2 separate regions of the Zea mays genome follow, and region 1 is linked to region 2. The links are chromatin contacts, called in public Hi-C maps. All regions are on one chromosome and are shown on one strand. The core of a region is the stretch at or near the end of the contact, and the rest is flanking DNA. Distances in the headings are between cores, read along the strand shown. Region 1 holds the start of LOC100280366 (C2H2-like zinc finger protein). Region 2 holds the start of LOC100193731.

Region 1 (4,318 bases), core at 787-3,286, 140 kb before region 2:
TTACGCATAGTAGCGTTGCTTTGCTTCGCTGTCTGTCTGTCTGTCAGAGAGAGAGAGAGAGAGAGAGAGAGAGAGAGAGAGAGAGGTGCAGTGCAGTACCGTACTCTCGTTGCTTGCTTCCCAGTTCCCTCTCTCACTCTCTGGTACGAAGTGAACCGTAGTTTGCAGAGCCACACCAACCTGTAGCGTGACAGTACCGTAGTACACTGGGCATGCAGCGGCTGAAGCAATTGGTTACTTCGGGGCAACCAATCGGCTCCAGCCTCGCACAAGCACAAGGTAGACCTCACACCTCAGGTTGGTGAGCAAAAGCAGGAGCAGAGCAAAGGCTACCAGTTGGCGAAGTTAAAAATAACAAAACTGACCGAGTAAACAGATGGGTAGCTTTCGAGCTAATCTTAGCATCTGCTAAACTGAAGCACCTCGGGATATCATCATCATAGGCAGTCTTATTGATCTAGTGTACTGAAGAACAGAAATGCTAAAACCATTGAAGTAATAACCTGATAGAAAACCCGACTCCTGCTTCAAGACTCCCTTGGTAAGCTTGGGGGAAAAAAATAAATTGAATTGGATGAATCTGTACAGAGCCCCACATTCATCACTTCGCGGCAAACTTGGTTCAGGTCTCCTCCGCTGCAGCCGGTGGGAAGTTGAGATCAAGTAACCCGTCGGCGACTGCTGAATGCTGCTCCTGATGGTCTGCGCCGGCGCCGGCGACATAGTAGAGATCGACGCCGTTGGACTCGCAGGACATCAGATGCGACCGCTTGTGCTCCAACTCCGCGTCGGGCACCGCCTCGTCGTCCTTGGGCTTGCCGAAGCCGATGGCCACCGAGTCCGGTGACGCGGAGGGGGACATCGTGTTGAACGACGTGTACGTCTCGGTGCTTGGCTCCGGCGGCGCGGAGGACGCGGCGGGAGTGATCTTATTCTTAGGGGAGCTGCAGCTGGCGTTCATGCGCTTGTGGCTCGCGCGATGGCCGCCGAGCGCCTGATACGAGCTGAACAGTTTGCGGCATCCCGGACACTCGTACCGGGTCCGCTTCGGCGCCACGGGCACGGGATCGTGTTGATTCTTCCGGGAAGCTCGCTTCCTGTTCTTGGCGACGCCGCCCTTGATCTTGATCTTGATCTTCTTTGCGCTCTCCAAAGTCTCGTTCTTGGCCGGCGAGCTACACATACCGGTGTCGCGCGAGAGCATCAGTAGACAGAGCGCGACGTCTTCAGTCTCTTTCTCGAGCCCACTCAGCACCCGCGGCGGCGGAGCCGCCACGCGCATCGATCGGCGCCTCCGCCTAGGGGACGCCGACAGCACCGTCAGAGCCGCCACAGGCGCCTCCGTCGGCTTCACCATTTCTGCTTCCTCTGCTTCCCCCTCCTCTACAGAGAATTCATCCTCTTCCACGTCCTCGTCGTCGTCGACGTCGTGATACCTGTCGCCGGACGCATGATTGCGTATGTGGCCGAACAAAGACTTCCACGACTTCCCGCACTCAACGCCATGGCCGACATCCTTCTCGTCAGCAAAGTCGGATAGGCGCCGAGTCTTCCTGGGATTCTCCCTCAGCCCGTACGCGACCAGTCCGTCACAGCCCCGGCCACCATTCGACGAAACAGGCGTCAGCTCGTCGGCGGCGTGAACCTCCAGCGCTGCCTCGCCGAGCGAGATGTGCGATCTCATATGTCCTCCGAGCGACCGGCCGGACAGGAAGCTTTTTCCGCAGACCTTGCATCCATGCCTCGCCGCATCGAGCTCCACGACATCCATCAATAAGCGAGAAGCCGTGAAACTGATTGAGGATCGAGGGATCAGGAAACCGACCTGGTAGCCATCAGGAGTTCAGGACGCGATCGCGAGGAGGATCCGCGGCGCGATCTGGGAGTGGGAGGTGGGGGGAGCAAGCGTTAGGCAAGCAGAGTGCTGAAAGAGTGAGAGGTGAGGAAAGGTAGGATGGTGTGGTGTGGTTAAGCGGGATGACGAAGCTAGCGGAGGTCGTGATCTGCTCGGAGGTTTTGTTGGGGCGACGGGTGCGGTTGGGGCCTTGGGGAGTTGGGGGAGGAGGAATCCATGCATGGAAGCAAAGTTAAAAACCGATAGGAGAGAGAAGAGAACCACATGGGCTGATGGGCCCTGCCTGCAATGGAGACAGGTGGTGGGTTACTTTAGAAGAAAAAAGAGGGCCTCCAACGTGGAAGGGCTGCCACATCATAGTCTGATGTGGTGTTAAATCTACGTAGATGACACGTGGCTCTGTAGCAGCATCACAGCTTTGAATGTGTCAGACAGAGGTTTTTTCTTGGGTAGTAGTAGCGGATTGCGTGATACCAGCTGTTGTGATAACTCTATACATGCCATGGGTAAATTTGGTCTATATATAGACTCATTATTCACGAAATTCATGAGGTATTACACTAGGAACGGTTCTTCTCTATCGATAGAATCTCTACTACACCTTAAGGTTGGAGCGAGGGCGTCCACCACCCTCACCGTGCCCCCGCTCCAGCCCCCGCCCGCGCCCGCGCCGTCTTCCTCCCTGCTATCCCGCCTCCGCCCGCGCCGTCCCTTCCCTGCATCCCGCCCCCGCCAGCGCCGTCCCTTCCCTGCAATCCCGCCCCCGCCAGCACGCCAAGCGTGGATCTCGCGCAACTCCCAGCGCGCAGCCGCTGATCCCATCCCCGCGCTCCCCTCCGCTACCCCATCCATCTCGCCTCCTCACCTCATGCCATCAGCGCGTCCGCGGCCCTCCGCCCTCGCCCTCGCCCCGTCGTTCTCGCGTCCTCCCTCTCCTGTAATGGCGCGCGGTGAGGACCACGCATATTCGATTTGGGTCGGGGAAGGTCCGCCTCCGAGCTGTTAATGGAAGGTTCGTCTACGCGTCGCTCTCTACCGCCCGCCAATCTCGCGTCTGCGCGCCGCTCTCTTCCGCCCTCCAATCTCGCTCAACCGCACCCTGCTCAATTAAACCCTAGCTACGCTTCCTCCAGATCCCGGCATCTCGGCTCCATGGCCATCCTCGTCCCTCGCTCCAGCCTCAAATCTCACCCTGTCGATATTCGTTTCAGGGATAGTTGTACTCGTCACGTTCCTGCTCAGGGACAAGCTCAGCTACATCTTCACCGGCGACAAGGTCGTCTCGTGCACCGTCACTGACCTGTGTCCGCTGCTCGTTGGGACCATCGTGCTCTTCGGGATCTAGCCCGTGTTGTCAGGTGGTTTTTCTTTTTCCCTTATCCAAACTGAAATTGTGGTGCATCTTCTCTCCCCTCGCCCCAGATCGCCGCCCCACTCTCCTCTCTCTCCCGCACACCAAGCGGTCGCAAATCCCAGCCAGCAGCCACCACCGATCTCCTCTCTAATCGCCCCAGATCGTCGCTCTCCATGGAGGGCGCGTGGTGGCCGGGCCGCGAATCTCGAATACCCCGCGACCGCACCCCAGATCGTCGCCCCGACTCTCCATGTAAGGCTCGTCCGCGACATCCCAATCTTCGCGGCTCCGTCGTCCATGGAAGGCGCGACCTCCCCCCAGATCCACTCTCCTCTCTCACGCAATCCCTGCTGACGCGACCCAGATCGCGACCCTCGCTCTCAATCCTCGCCCACACTCTCCATGGATCTGGGTAATCTGTCCTCGCCCACGGTCCTATCTGCTCACATGGATCTGATTGAGGTTTCCATCGACGGGGTAATCGGTCTTGCTCTCGATCCTCGCCCACGCTCTCCAGGATATCGCCCACGCTCTTCAGAAAACAGTGAAAAGATAACTGCTTGTTGGTTTCTTTTGATTTCTCTACTCATTTTCTCTACATGTTTTACAATCCTTCAAAAATCATGTTTATTGCAGCATCTTATTGCATATCTGTTTTTGCTCTTCTATGTTTGCTTCCTATTTTTGAGAAGCATTTGCTATTCTCTATCTTTGAGATTATGAATACTGCCGAATCCATATGCTGGCAAACAAATTTCTTAACTGTACTCTTTTGTATATTCAGGCAATTGATCACATAAATAATTCAGCTGCCAAATCGAGTATGTTTGTCCATTCATTGCCCATCATGAATCCCAGACAAATATCGATCTTGACTCCACGCGCATGCATGCACTTTTTAGAGTTTTTCATTCACTGAACAAAGACATTTTAGAGTGAATAAATGAGGCTCCATACACTTCAGTTCACTGAAACTGAATTGCTCTTGTATACTTCATTTCATGCTTTATTCGAAGAGTAAAGGAATACTCGGAGCAGACCCGAGAAGGCGACGACCAACATGTTTTCAAGTTCTCAAGCCTTCTTGATGACGAGGTATATTCCACAAT
Region 2 (4,057 bases), core at 1,477-3,976:
TTCGACTCGTTTGCCTCGTTATGATAATGAGCCAGCTCAACTCGACTCATTAACAAAACGAGCTAAAGAAGCTCCTCGACTTGACTCGTATAATAGCTCGAATAGCTCGTGAGGCAGCTCGATATAAATACAGGCACAAAGCTGGGCATTCATATAATCACTTTATAAAATAGAAACCAACTCATTCAATCAATCAAACAAAAATAATTGCATACTTCCAAGTTTCAATCACAATTCACAAATTGATAAATATAAGTACCCCATGATTGCATACTTCCAAGTTCCAATCACAATTCACAAACTGATAGACATAAGTGTGCCTCTGCTGCGTAGCAGACTAACAACAAGTAGCAGTAGCACCATTGCACCAACTAGCCACAACCCACATATGTTATAGCAAGCTAGCAGCAACTAGTGAAAAGTGGAGTAGCAGGAGTTAGGAGTATCTTGACAAAGTTACACCCTTAACATACAATAAAATATGCCACACGTTATAGCCAAAATATTACAAAAGCTACAGGCATACAACCAACTAGACCAAATTAATCTCATATGTCCTATGTTCATGTCTTCTCTCCCAGCTCTCCTCCATCTCTATTCTCCTTTGTGTCCTTGTCACCAAATGTCTCTACAAGTCAGCAATAAATCAAAATACATTTCAAGTGATAAATCAGATGAGATAACTCATCAATGGCAACAGACTCATATAAGTATTTAACTTATACAACTATATTTGACAGCAACACTTACAATTACTTACCACCACACACTTTGGAAATTCCATAGAATCGATGTCACTGTCATCACCTTTTCCCCGCAAAAAATGTTAAAAGTAAGTTTAACATAGCCGAAAATGTTGCCACCGCACACTTACAAATATTGATGGCACACACTTACAATTACAATAATAGGTGAACCTCGAGACCCACATATCCAACTAGAAGCACACACCAAAGCCTGAACAGTCGTTGGCTTCAATGAACTCATGTAATCATCAAGGATCCTACCCCGGTGCTAAAACTGGATGCTGAAAAAGCAGTAGTTGCTTATGCCATTGTTCCCAATATTGGTCTGATTTTGTCATACAAAAGCCACTGAGAGTGTGATGGTTTCCATTCATAGCTATTGTCTACTTCAGAATACTAACCAAAGGCATCCTTATAGTCAAGGCAAGAATCTAGCATTTTGTATGTTGAACTCCACCTTGTTTTCACATCAAGGCATAATCCTTGTCCTACTTTCACAGAATATTGGTTGCAAACTTCTACAAACTTGTACATACGGGTTGGAGACCTCTTAAAGAACTTCACTTTGTTTCTAATATCACCTATCAAAGAGTCAATTGGCTGCAATCCATCATTCACTACCAAATTGACTATGTGGGCAGCACAACGGACATGAAAATAAACATGGTTAAAGGTTGAGTTCTTCCTAGCAAGAAGCTTGGACTTCAAATTTGTAATAGTGGAATCATTGTTGGAAGCATTATCAAGAGTGATTGTCAAGATCTTATCCTCTATTTTCCATTCAACCAAACATTCAAAAATAGCCTGAGCAATGACAATATCAGTGTGTGGAGGATCCCTCCAATTCAATAAAATGCAGAACACGACATTGCAAAATCCAATCAACAGAATGGGCCACCAAACACATATACTGAATATTTTGATTTGATGTCCATAAATCAGTAGTTAAACTTATTGATTCAGCCTCTCTAAGACTCTTCTTCATCAGTTCTTTCTCGGATTCATAAACCTTCATGCATTCATTTTTAATAGTCTTCATTCCAATGGGTTTATAGTTGTTATTCATTCATTTCATCAAGATATTGAACCATTTATGCTCGACCATTCTAAATGCATAATAATGGACAATTACCATCTTGGCAATCAAAAGTCTAGTGTGCTCATGATCATATTCAGTGGGATTAACAACAACAACTCCACCATTGAAAGTAAAGGGGATAGTACTTTGAGCAAGTTTTTTCTTAGCCCGTGCCAGGTTGTTCAAATACTGTGTGCACTTGCCTAGATGTCGGTTCAGTGTTGTAGTACTCCCCCTTGATGGTATAGATAAGACCTATAACATAACTTGCACTTGGCTTTTGTCTCCATAACTCCAAGTTCCTTTCTAGATGCAACATTGACCACCTTAAAATACTTCCAACAACCAGCCCTCTTTACTCTATTCACCTTGCATTTGGAGGGGGATACCCGAGTACCTACTGTCGACCTCTTTGTCTTCTCAGTCTTTGACAACTCATCTCCATCGGCTGAAGGTAGACTCTCATCGTCAAGATCAAAGTTACTGTTCTCTGATTCCGTCAACAAAATCTCCCATGCGTGCTCCTCCCCTTGCCCCTCCATCTCCATCACAACATCGAGTTGCTGCACAAAAGAAGCAACGAATAGAAACATTATTTTCAAATATTTGAAATTATAACCCTATTAGATCATTCAGATTTAATATAATCCTAAACCCTAAGCAATCATAACAGATCAAGGCAACCATAACAGTGATTACAACTATATTTGAAATTATCATTCAGAGCTAATATAAAAACAATAACAACGATTACAACCATAGCACGAGGACACACCTTTTCTATGGATACTTGCGATGCCGACGATGCACATGTACTACTTGCCATCATCGTCATCTTCTTGGAAGCTAGGGTCTTTGTGCGCTTGCTCACTGATCCAGAACAAGAACTTCGTCGAGGTGGCAGTCCTGGCAGACGTCCTTCGTGTGCCTGCGAGTCTGCGACACCGGATCTTGGGCCTCCATGGTGAGTTGGTGACGAGCCCACGACGGGCGGGTGACCAGTGAGGCGTGGGCGCGCGACAAGCTGAGCACCTGAGCGACGGGGCGCGAGTTGCTGAGCAGAGAGCACCTGAGCGGGCGAGGCAATCTAGCAGAGCCGCAGGTGGCTGGCTAGGCGTCGGAGTTGGGGTGGAGGTGGACGGATGGTGCGGCTGCGGACTGCGAAGTGCGGTGGTGGCGTGGACCCATGGTGGACTACGAGCTGCGATGCCGGCGTAGCGGCACGTGACGAACTGACGACGTATGTCGATATGCGGCTCTGTGCTCTAGCCTTTAGGATTTCGAGTTAGATTTGTGAAGTTAGGACTTGAAAGACTTTGCGTGCACACATCATGGATTGTGGTTGTGACGGTGGCCTGTTGTGCAGGAGTTGGACTGGACCGCTTTTCTAGAGTGGAACATGCACATCGCTGGATCAGTTGATCAGGTCATCTACACATCTCGTTAGGTTCGTGAGTATCTCACGAGCCAGCCCGAGTTTAACTTATTAAGAACCAATCTAAATTATTGGCTCAACTCTTAACTCATTTTAAATAAGTCGAGCTAAAATCGAGTTGAGTACTGATAAATCGAGTTGAGTCCGTTATCGAGCCGCGATTCGTCCAGGCCTACAACTACAACCTACGGTCTCTGTTTCGCGGACGTTTTTACTGAGGAAGGTCCATCCTTCTCCCTCCTAGGCTCCGTCGGTCTCTCTCTCTCTTTCCTTATCCCCGGCCCGTGGCCCGTGCTAACGGTGATTAGGGTTCCGAATCGTGTTTAAGCGCTGCGAAATCACGGCTGGGGCTTCGTCCTCGAGTCGTCGTCCTGCTGGATGTCACCTCGTGTCCCGCGCCGACGCCAGTGCTCGTCCTCGGAGCCGCCTCTCTCCGACGATCGCCGGAGACGGATACGGTCGAAGCCGTCACTGCAGGCCGCGCTCGTGCGTCGTAGCAGGTCAGCTCCCCAGACCTGCTGCCTTCCTACCTTATCTTGTGGATTTTGGTCGCCCTATTGCGGGGATCTTGTGAGATGACAGCGCTTGGTAGGGAATCATTTAGAACCTACGTAGGAGGGTATTTAGACCTTTGCAAGTTTAGAAATGAAGCAAGCGGGCCGGTGGTCTCAAGTTTGGGATATGTCTTTCTTCCCCTGATGTTCCTGAAATCCCTTCCTTTATGAATGAGGTATCGAGCTTAGCATATATTAAGCTGGAGAAGCTTAAGCTGCCCCATTTATTTTCAGCTGGATGCTT

What was found. A called contact is a pair of places that touch in the nucleus more often than the background predicts.
Region 1: a contact with region 2 is called in a Hi-C map of tassel, with 4 times the contacts expected there. The contact joins the promoter of LOC100280366 here to the promoter of LOC100193731 in region 2. A contact is called at or near these places in 17 of 25 Hi-C or Micro-C datasets (bundle sheath, ear, endosperm and 4 more) and 2 of 3 datasets of contacts at active chromatin or transcription factors (leaf and seedling).

Annotation. Positions count from the first base shown.
Region 1 is chr2:216,312,923-216,317,240 of Zm-B73-REFERENCE-NAM-5.0, reverse strand. LOC100280366 (C2H2-like zinc finger protein) reads right to left here and starts at 2,036. Exons shown (of 1, transcript NM_001153292.1): 1 at 408-2,036. The coding sequence starts at 1,771. The coding sequence ends at 623. LOC103647811 (a long non-coding RNA gene) reads left to right here and starts at 2,617. Exons shown (of 2, transcript XR_563066.2): 1 at 2,617-4,304.
Region 2 is chr2:216,178,669-216,182,725 of Zm-B73-REFERENCE-NAM-5.0, reverse strand. LOC100193731 reads left to right here and starts at 2,726. Exons shown (of 8, transcript NM_001138819.1): 1 at 2,726-3,064; 2 at 3,191-3,271. It overlaps LOC103647809 (a long non-coding RNA gene), which reads right to left and starts at 3,054. Exons shown (of 3, transcript XR_563056.4): 1 at 2,600-3,054; 2 at 761-2,387; 3 at 227-628.